Regions from separate parts of the Sus scrofa genome. Here all the other regions are linked to region 3. A link is a contact called in public targeted proximity ligation data. All regions are on one chromosome and are shown on one strand. The core of a region is the stretch at or near the end of the contact, and the rest is flanking DNA. Distances in the headings are between cores, read along the strand shown.

What was found.
Region 1: a targeted proximity ligation map of alveolar macrophages shows a contact between it and region 3. A contact is called at or near these places in 2 of 5 promoter capture datasets (fetal liver and fetal skeletal muscle) and 2 of 2 datasets of targeted methods (alveolar macrophages and skeletal muscle).
Region 2: a targeted proximity ligation map of alveolar macrophages shows a contact between it and region 3. A contact is called at or near these places in 2 of 5 promoter capture datasets (fetal liver and fetal skeletal muscle) and 1 of 2 datasets of targeted methods (alveolar macrophages).

What each region holds. Positions count from the first base shown.
Region 1 is chr5:46,512,061-46,514,760 of Sscrofa11.1, forward strand. The region is part of intron 4 of STK38L (serine/threonine-protein kinase 38-like); the gene reads right to left. Among named protein-coding and RNA genes, the nearest start is that of ARNTL2, 31 kb to the left of the region's middle.
Region 2 is chr5:46,535,517-46,538,216 of Sscrofa11.1, forward strand. The region is part of intron 2 of STK38L (serine/threonine-protein kinase 38-like); the gene reads right to left. Among named protein-coding and RNA genes, the nearest start is that of STK38L, 38 kb to the right of the region's middle.
Region 3 is chr5:46,751,494-46,754,193 of Sscrofa11.1, forward strand. TM7SF3 (transmembrane 7 superfamily member 3) reads left to right here. Exons shown (of 12, transcript XM_001925025.7): 2 at 1,201-1,355. Among named protein-coding and RNA genes, the nearest start is that of TM7SF3, 12 kb to the left of the region's middle.

The sequences.
Region 1 (2,700 bases), core at 96-2,595, 240 kb before region 3:
AAACAAATGGGTATCTCCAAAAAAGTAGCCTGTTGTAAACTTTGACTCTAATAAAAAAAAGGCCACATGGTGGCACTATGGCATCGTCTTTCAAAGTAGTAAAGCCCTTTTAAAAATTATATAAGTGAATAAACATAAGAATTCGAAAGGCATTTTGGATTTCGGACTTTATGGATTACAAAACAATACAGTTGGATGTAGAATCAGAAACTGGTCTAATCTCAACGTAAAAGATGACCTTATCACACAGGTTCATAAATTATGCTCAAAATAGATAGACAAAAGAAAACAATGCTCATTCCTATCAGATAGGTTGGGTGGTGTAGCAAGTAAATAATGTTTATGTAGTTTGGGGGACAACTATTTAATGGCAAAAAAAAAGTTTATGGACTACATAATCCTAACAAAAAAGGGGGAAATCATCTATGACACTGTTACATTACTTTAAAAAAATCTATTCCATAGTATCAAAATCCATGTGTCCATGTTGTAGTCCAGAGGGAGCTGAAGCAAGTTCACATTTAAAAACAAAACAAAACAAAAAATCAATAAAAAAAAAGCATGTTGCTCTATCTGCTCGTGACTTGTGTAGATTAAGTCATGTTGAAAACAAATAACACTTTTCTGGTAATCACCATCTTTCCTCTCTAAAGATGACAACAAAAATCACAGACAGGCTTAACATTTCATGGCTCTTTTGCAGCTTCAACTTGCCCAGTTTGGGTCTCCATTAGAGTAAATAATATTCCATGTTGGATGGGATTTTAAGTGGGATGAATTAGAAATACATCATTTTCCTTTTTTCCCCCATTCCTTTTCAAATGGGCGTTCCTCAAACTCTCAATCTATAGGCTGCTCAGTTTTGGTAGAAGACAGAGTACACAGAAGGTTTAAGATATGAAAGGGTCAGCTATCAACTTCCTCTCAGTATAGATGCTTTTCATAGCCACTTTATATATATAGTTTAGTTTTCACACGTAACTTTCACAAATTATTTTCTATTACAGAATGAATTAAAGATAATTTATAAAACAATTTTGCTTTGAAAAGACCCACCCCACATAAAGATGGTTCCAACATATTGTACATGAGGTTGAGAGAGTTATGTCTAGTCTATTTTATAGAATGTGAAAGTCAAGGACGTAGCGTAGGCCTAACAATAAGAATTTGCAAAATTCAAATATTTTTACTAAAAATTTTAAATGCTTGATAAATGGTCATTATGAGCCACTGGGCATTTTTAGGGGTAAAATCACCTCACATTTCCTACAAGCTATTTAGGAGAATTAAAGAAAATTGCTCTAGGTACTTTGTACTTCCTGGCACGGACACCAGAGGTCGCAAGCTGGAAGCTATAAGGTGTACTTCCACTCACAGATGCATTTGCTTTGGCCCCCAAGTTGTTTTAAAACACTCTATTGATCTGCCAGTATTTTTAAAAGCAGGCAATTTCATAAAAGCCCAGATTCTCAGCTTCTCTTGAAAAACAGAGCTTCGCATCACTAGGCCCACAGAGCAGCCTCAGATGGGCAGCAAGTAGCTCGGGACTGGTCCATCCCCACCATGGTGCCAGTCACCAGGAATAATCGGGTCAGTGCTCTTGTTTTCTTCCAGTAAAGTGAAAAGCGGTATGTCTTTATCAAAAGATAAACTGTGAGGAGCAAATATTTTATTTTATTATTATTATTATTTATTTTTTTGTCTTTTTGTCTTTTTAGGGCTACACTCATGGCATATGGAAGTTCCCAGGCTAGGGGTCTGATCGGAGCTATAGCTGCCAGCCTTCGCCAGAGCCACAGCAACGCCAGATCTGAGCCGAGTCTGCAACCTACCCCACAGCTCACAGCAACGTTGGATCCTTAACCCACTGAGCGAGGCCAGGGATTGAACCCACTACCTCATGGTTCCTAGTCGGATCCGTTAACCACTGAGCCACCAGGGGAACTCCAAGGAGCAAATATTTTAGAACAGGGCCAAATAATAATAATAATAATCTATTTCCCTGTGGAAATGAAAAAAAAATTATGAGTTGAATATGCAAAGTACATTAGATAAAAGAATATAACCTAAGATGTCATTGTGAGACCACCTTGGCCAGCTTTTCTCATTTATGTTACCTGCTTGGCCCCTGGGCATCTGTTTTCATTCAATTCATTATTCAAGTTCAATATTCTGCATATATTCAATATTTTAAATATAACGACATTTATAATGATAACATAAATGCCACCTATTTCTTTAAGATTCAAATCAACTGTTAATTCTTCCATGAAACCTTTTCTGATCCCCTAAATTAGGTGGGAAAAAAAAAACCCTCTGTATTTTCAAAGTTTGTCACATTCTGTCATGTATTCACATTTTCATGTGCACACACATGTAATTCCCTCCTTCCCATCTGTAAGCTCCTTGGGGATAGATCCACTGTCCATTTGTTCATTTACTCAAATATTTCTCCTAGCCCTCTGCCAGCCCTGGAGATGCCATGCTGAATAAGGCTTTATGGAGTTTTCACTCTGGGAGATGATATTCGAAGGCTGCCATGGGGGCAGGAGCAGTGCAGATGAAGGTAGCAGACAGAAGGAGCACCTCATGAGACCAGGGAAGATTCCCCAGGGAAAGTGATGCCTAAAGTGAGACTGAAAGCATGTGGAAGGATAACGGGAGTTGGGCAGGAGGAAGGAAAAGGTCCAAGCAGCAGAA
Region 2 (2,700 bases), core at 110-2,609, 220 kb before region 3:
AAGCCCATTACTTAAAATAATAAATAAATGTTTAAAACTAGGTGAAGTGGCTGATGGAATATGATAGCATGAAATAGCATAGAAATAATACTGAAGAAAATTTATCCTCCAAAATTTAAGAAAATAAGAAATAATAAGTAAACAGGATACAAAGTTCTATTTTCAGGTAATATATAGATATTCCATGTGGCTCGGCAGTTACAAACCCGACTAGTATCCATGAGGATATGGGTTCGATCCCTGGTCTTGCTCAGTGGGTTGAGGATCCGGTGTTGCCGTGAGCTGTGGGTGTAGGTCAGAGACATGGCTCAGATCTGGCATTGCTGTGGCTGTGGCTATGGTCAGCAGCTGCAGCTCTGATTCAACCCCTAGCCTGGTAACTTCTACAAGCTGTGGGTGCAGCCCTAAAAAAAAAAAAAACAAAAACAAAAACAAAAAAACAAAAAAAAAAAGAACTCAACTATACAGAGGAAAAGGGGAGATAAATTATGGTGAAATACAGTGTGAAAGCATTGATGATTTAAATTTTACCCTTTATCAGTTTTTTGAATCTCCTAAGTTTTCAATAATGGGAAAACAATCATTTTTATAATAAGAAAAAAGGTAGTTAAGAGTGTTTGAGGGTGCAGGTAGGAATAGTAAAAGGGAACCAACTTGTACTCATCAGCCCACAGAGGTGGTCTCCTAAGAAACGCTGTACTTGAATTTTCTCCCTATGAACCAAATTCTCAGTTTTAGTTTAGAGTGGGATTATGAAGACAAGCAAAAAGAGTCTGAAGTCACGGAATAAAACTGAAGGCAAACCAGAAGACTAATGGGAATTCTGTTCCAAGTTATTCAGTCATATCTCACACTTCTTTTTAGGGAAACTTTTTTTTTTTTTTTTTTAGTGGCTCATACTGTGCATGTTTACAAGGGCTCAAACTGTCACTCTTTCCTCAAACAGCTTTTCTACTGGGGACTCAAAAGGCCCACATCGAAATCAAAAAGCAAGGCAGCACAAATCTCACCTAAACTGACTTCCGGTCTCATAAAAGATAAGGGAGCTACCCCTCCAAAATCACCAGAAGAGAGGAAATGAATGCTCTGGCTTTAAGAAGACCCCCACTTGCCTTTACTCTTTCTTTGCCTGTTTTAAGGGAGATAATACTGCCTGATGCAAAACACCAATACAACCCAAACTGCCTATTTAGTGGTAAAAGGTGAAGGTTTGGTGTGACAGGAAATAACCAATGAAAGGGCAAGGCAGGAAAACGATGAGTGGCGAGAGGTGGTGTGACAAGCTGGTGAAGGAAAGGGGAGGAGCAAGCTTTGGGAAGCAGCCTGAACACATAAATCCCTCAGCAGCCCAATTACAAAAAGTGTGGTCATCCCTACACTCTTGCCTTTCACTTTCCTAAAAGTAAGCTTCTAAGAGGAGAGAGAGAGGAAGAGAGGGGGGAGCCAATACTCACACACAAAATGAAACTTGAAAACAGACTTGAGATTAAGTGAGGATGTAAAATACCAGTTTCCCAAAATGACTTTAAAAATATAAACTCGTTTCAAATTTCCCATTCATTCAAAATACTGAAAGCTTCTACATCACTGAATAGCTTCAGGAGAGACCTAATGTAGATTTCTCCATTCTATCAATTTCTTCTATAGCTCTTAATTTTAATTTTATAATTATTGTGTTGATTTTTGTTGTTTCTTTTTAAATGAAAACTGCTCACTGAAAGAGAGCAGACCAATTTAACAACCTAAAAGCCAGAAGTGGCAAGCCTTTTTGAGAGCAAAGATCGGATTAGACTCAGATTAAAACATGGTATCGCCAAGCTTACAATTTCAAGATGTAGGTAGCTATGAGTGATGTTAGTTATTCTGAGTGATTTAAACTCTCCCAAGAGATTTTTTTGACCATTACCAGCGACCAGGGAAAACTGCTCCCAGCTAAAAGCAGACACACCATGTGACTCATCAGACTCAGATACTGTGTTTAAGGCAGAGATTACTTGACTTCTGCAACTGTGAGAAAATCCAGAATGTATCAACCTCATTAAGACACCAGAGAACAAAAAACTTTAAGGCAGGAGAAAACTTTTTTTAGTGCTAGTGACCTTTATAATTAATACCTGAACAGCTTAGAATATAAGTATCAAATAGGGCCATACTACTTTGTTGACCTGTGATCTTTAGAACACAGTTATGGTTTACTCGGAAAACAAATATAGGAGGGGGGAAAATGCCTCAAATGGAATAAAAAGTAAATAGTATGGGCTTTTTGTCATCAAGGATATCCTGTAATTCAAGTAAGTATACTGGCAAACCCTTCCATGAATCAGCTTATGAGTTCCATTCTGTTTGAACTGAACCCAGCATTTTTCAAGACTCCACTCACTAAAGGTCTCTGGTCACAAACTTAGTTCACCACCAGGCAAGACTGTTAGAACCCCCAAATTTGAAAACAGAAACTCTGTTATCTAGTCTATCACCCTCAATTTACAGATGTGAAGCCCACAGTCACTTGGCTACTTGATGGAAACTCCTGGTCTAGAACCGGTCACTCACCCTTCAGGTGGCGCTCCCAAGCCAGCTGGAGAGTCCACAGTGCAGCGGCAGCTCTGCCAGGCTGAACGGCCCCCGCAGAGATGCTGCCCATCAGAACACTGACAGCAGGTCAGTCCTGGACTACACTGGTGCCTACCTGCTCTGTCACTG
Region 3 (2,700 bases), core at 153-2,652:
CTGGGAAATATTAAAGTGTTTTTCTTTTTTCCCCTTTAAAAAACAAACCAGGAAACTCCTCGCATTGTCCAGATATCTGTAGATACTTGCTACTCCCTAGTATTTTTATCTCTATTCAGGCTGGAGTTTGGTTCCACATAAAAGGTGAAATGTCATCCCAGTTCTATAAATAAGGAATGCATTGACTTTAGTTGTTATTGCTACAACTATTAAAATTTTATCTGTTACGTTTAGAATGGATAAGCAATGAAGTCCTACTGTATAGCACAGGGAACTATATCCAATCTCTTGGGATAGAACATGATGGAAGATATTATGAGAAAAAGAACATATATGTATGTATGACTGGGTCACTATGCCAAACAGCAGAAATTGGCACAACATTGTAAATCAACTATACTTTAATAAAAAATTCTTTCTCTGAATTTTTAGAGATTAAATTATAACCACAAATAACCTCTTTTCCTATCAGGAATTAAAATATTAAATTATGAAGAAAATGTAATAACATCATGGAGTTTGGGGAAAATCTAGAGAGTTCTTGCAATGTTTGTATGTTCTGTTTGGCTTTCTTGATAGTCTTTTTTTTTTTTTTTTCTTTTTAAATTGTCCAGATGGGATACTTGTGTTAACAACAAGTGTTGAAAAAGTTACCCTTCTTAGGAAATGTACATAAGAAGGAATTAGGACTGTCTGGACTGAAGGAATTAGGACTGTTTTCTTTTTGCTCCCACTGGCTCTAATTTCCTTCTAAAATAAAACAGATCGTGCCACTGTGGGACTCTGGTGTGTATAATCTTTACCTCATCAACTCTTTTTCTTCATCTATATTAAGTTGAAATTTTTTTTTCTATTTTTAGGCTTGAACCCCCAAGACTGCTTATGTAATGCTTGTGAGCTCCTCTGCTGTTTATGCAAAGACACACTGACTGTAGGGCAGGGGGGGAGATGGGAACCCAGAAACACATAGAAGTAAAAGCAGCCTAGTTAGTGGATTTCTTGAAAATTAGCTTCGAAAAGGAAAGAACTGGTGAGCAGCTGGGAGAAAGACACACAGACTAAGGGAGTGAAACCCAACCAGACCATGGAGGCAAGGAAGACACGTGGAAAGGTGTTGGAAAATTGTTGTCTAAGTTTGTAATTGCTACAAATTGATATTAGAGGTACAAATATTACAATGAAACATTTCTCCCATTGTAGGTCTTCTTGAATTTTCAGTGGGGAAATTTAGATACTTCAAGCTCAACAGGCCCTTTCCAGAGGAAGCTATTTTGCGTCATATTTCCAGCAATGTGACTTTTCTTATTTTCCAGTTACACTCACAGTATCAGAATACAACAATTTCTTTTTCCGAGGTAAGTACAAAGCAGTACTTCCGTAAAAACCATTTCCAACTGTCGAATTAGTATTTGGCACTTTTTTCTTCCTCTTTCCTTAGCTTTAACAAAACATTTCTAGGAGTTCCCGTTGTGGCTCAGTGGAAACGAATCTGACTAGTATCCATGAGGAAGCAGATTTAACCCTGGCCTCCAACAGTGGGTTAAGGATCTGGTGTTGCCGTGGGCTCTGGTGTAGGTAGCACGAGGCTCAGATCTGGTGTTTCTGTGGCTGTGGTGTAGGCTGGCAGCCACAGCTCTGATTCGACCTCTAGTCTGGGAACCTCCATATGCCGTAGGTGCGGCCCTAAAAAGAAAAAAAGGAAAAACATTTCTGAATCTGCAACCTCTTAACTTAGCACTTTGTTATTCAAAGAGCTTTCCCAGGAGTTCCTGTTGTGGCTCAGCAGTAACAGACCCAACTGGTATCCATGAAGATTTGGGTTCAATCCCTGGCTCCACTCAGTGGTTAAGGATCTGGTGTTGGCTGCGGCTGTAGTGTAGGCTGGCAGCTGTAGCTCCTATTCGACCTCTAGCTTAGGGACTTCCATATGCTGCAGGTGTGGCCCTAATTAAAAAAAAATTAAAAAAAAAAAAGGAAAGAAAGGAAAACAAAAAGCTCTACCACCAGATGGGGGCTGGGGATGGGAGAGTGGAGGGGTATAAGGATGGGTTAGAATGGGGCACAAAGAAGGTGACCTGTATGTTTACTACCTTGGTCGTGGTGATAGTGTCACAGAGGTCTACCTATATCAACCCTTATTAGTGTACTTCATGTGTAGTTTATGTCAATCACAATTCAATTAAAAAAACAACAGCTTTCCCCAAACTGAATTTTGGTGGGCAGAGCTCATGTTTTTGTCTTGGTAGTGGTCAAGTTCATTTGTATATTGAGACCACACATGGAGGGCCCCCCAGTGGCTTGGCCCAGGTCACAGATCTAAACCTAAGTCAACCTGTATTTACAGGGAACTTCTGTCAAGGAAACCCCACCTACACCAGTGACAATCCTCCAGTCCCCCTTAACTAGTCACCTTATCCTAGAAAACAGGACCCACTTGCCTTCTAAGGAAGTCCCTGACCTAACCAATCATATGCCCTTCGAATGCTCTGCAAAACTAGTTCATGCCCCAAATCCCTTGGAAATAGGACTCTGCAATTAGTGAGGTACTGTCTTCCCTCAAATCACGAGTTGTTTTCCCTTGAATAAAGGACATCAGACTTGTTACCAAATGGTTTTAGTTTAGTTTTGTCTTTTGCTTTCATGGCCATACCTGTGGCATGTGGAAGTTCCCAGGCTAGGGGTTGAATCAGAGCTGCAGCT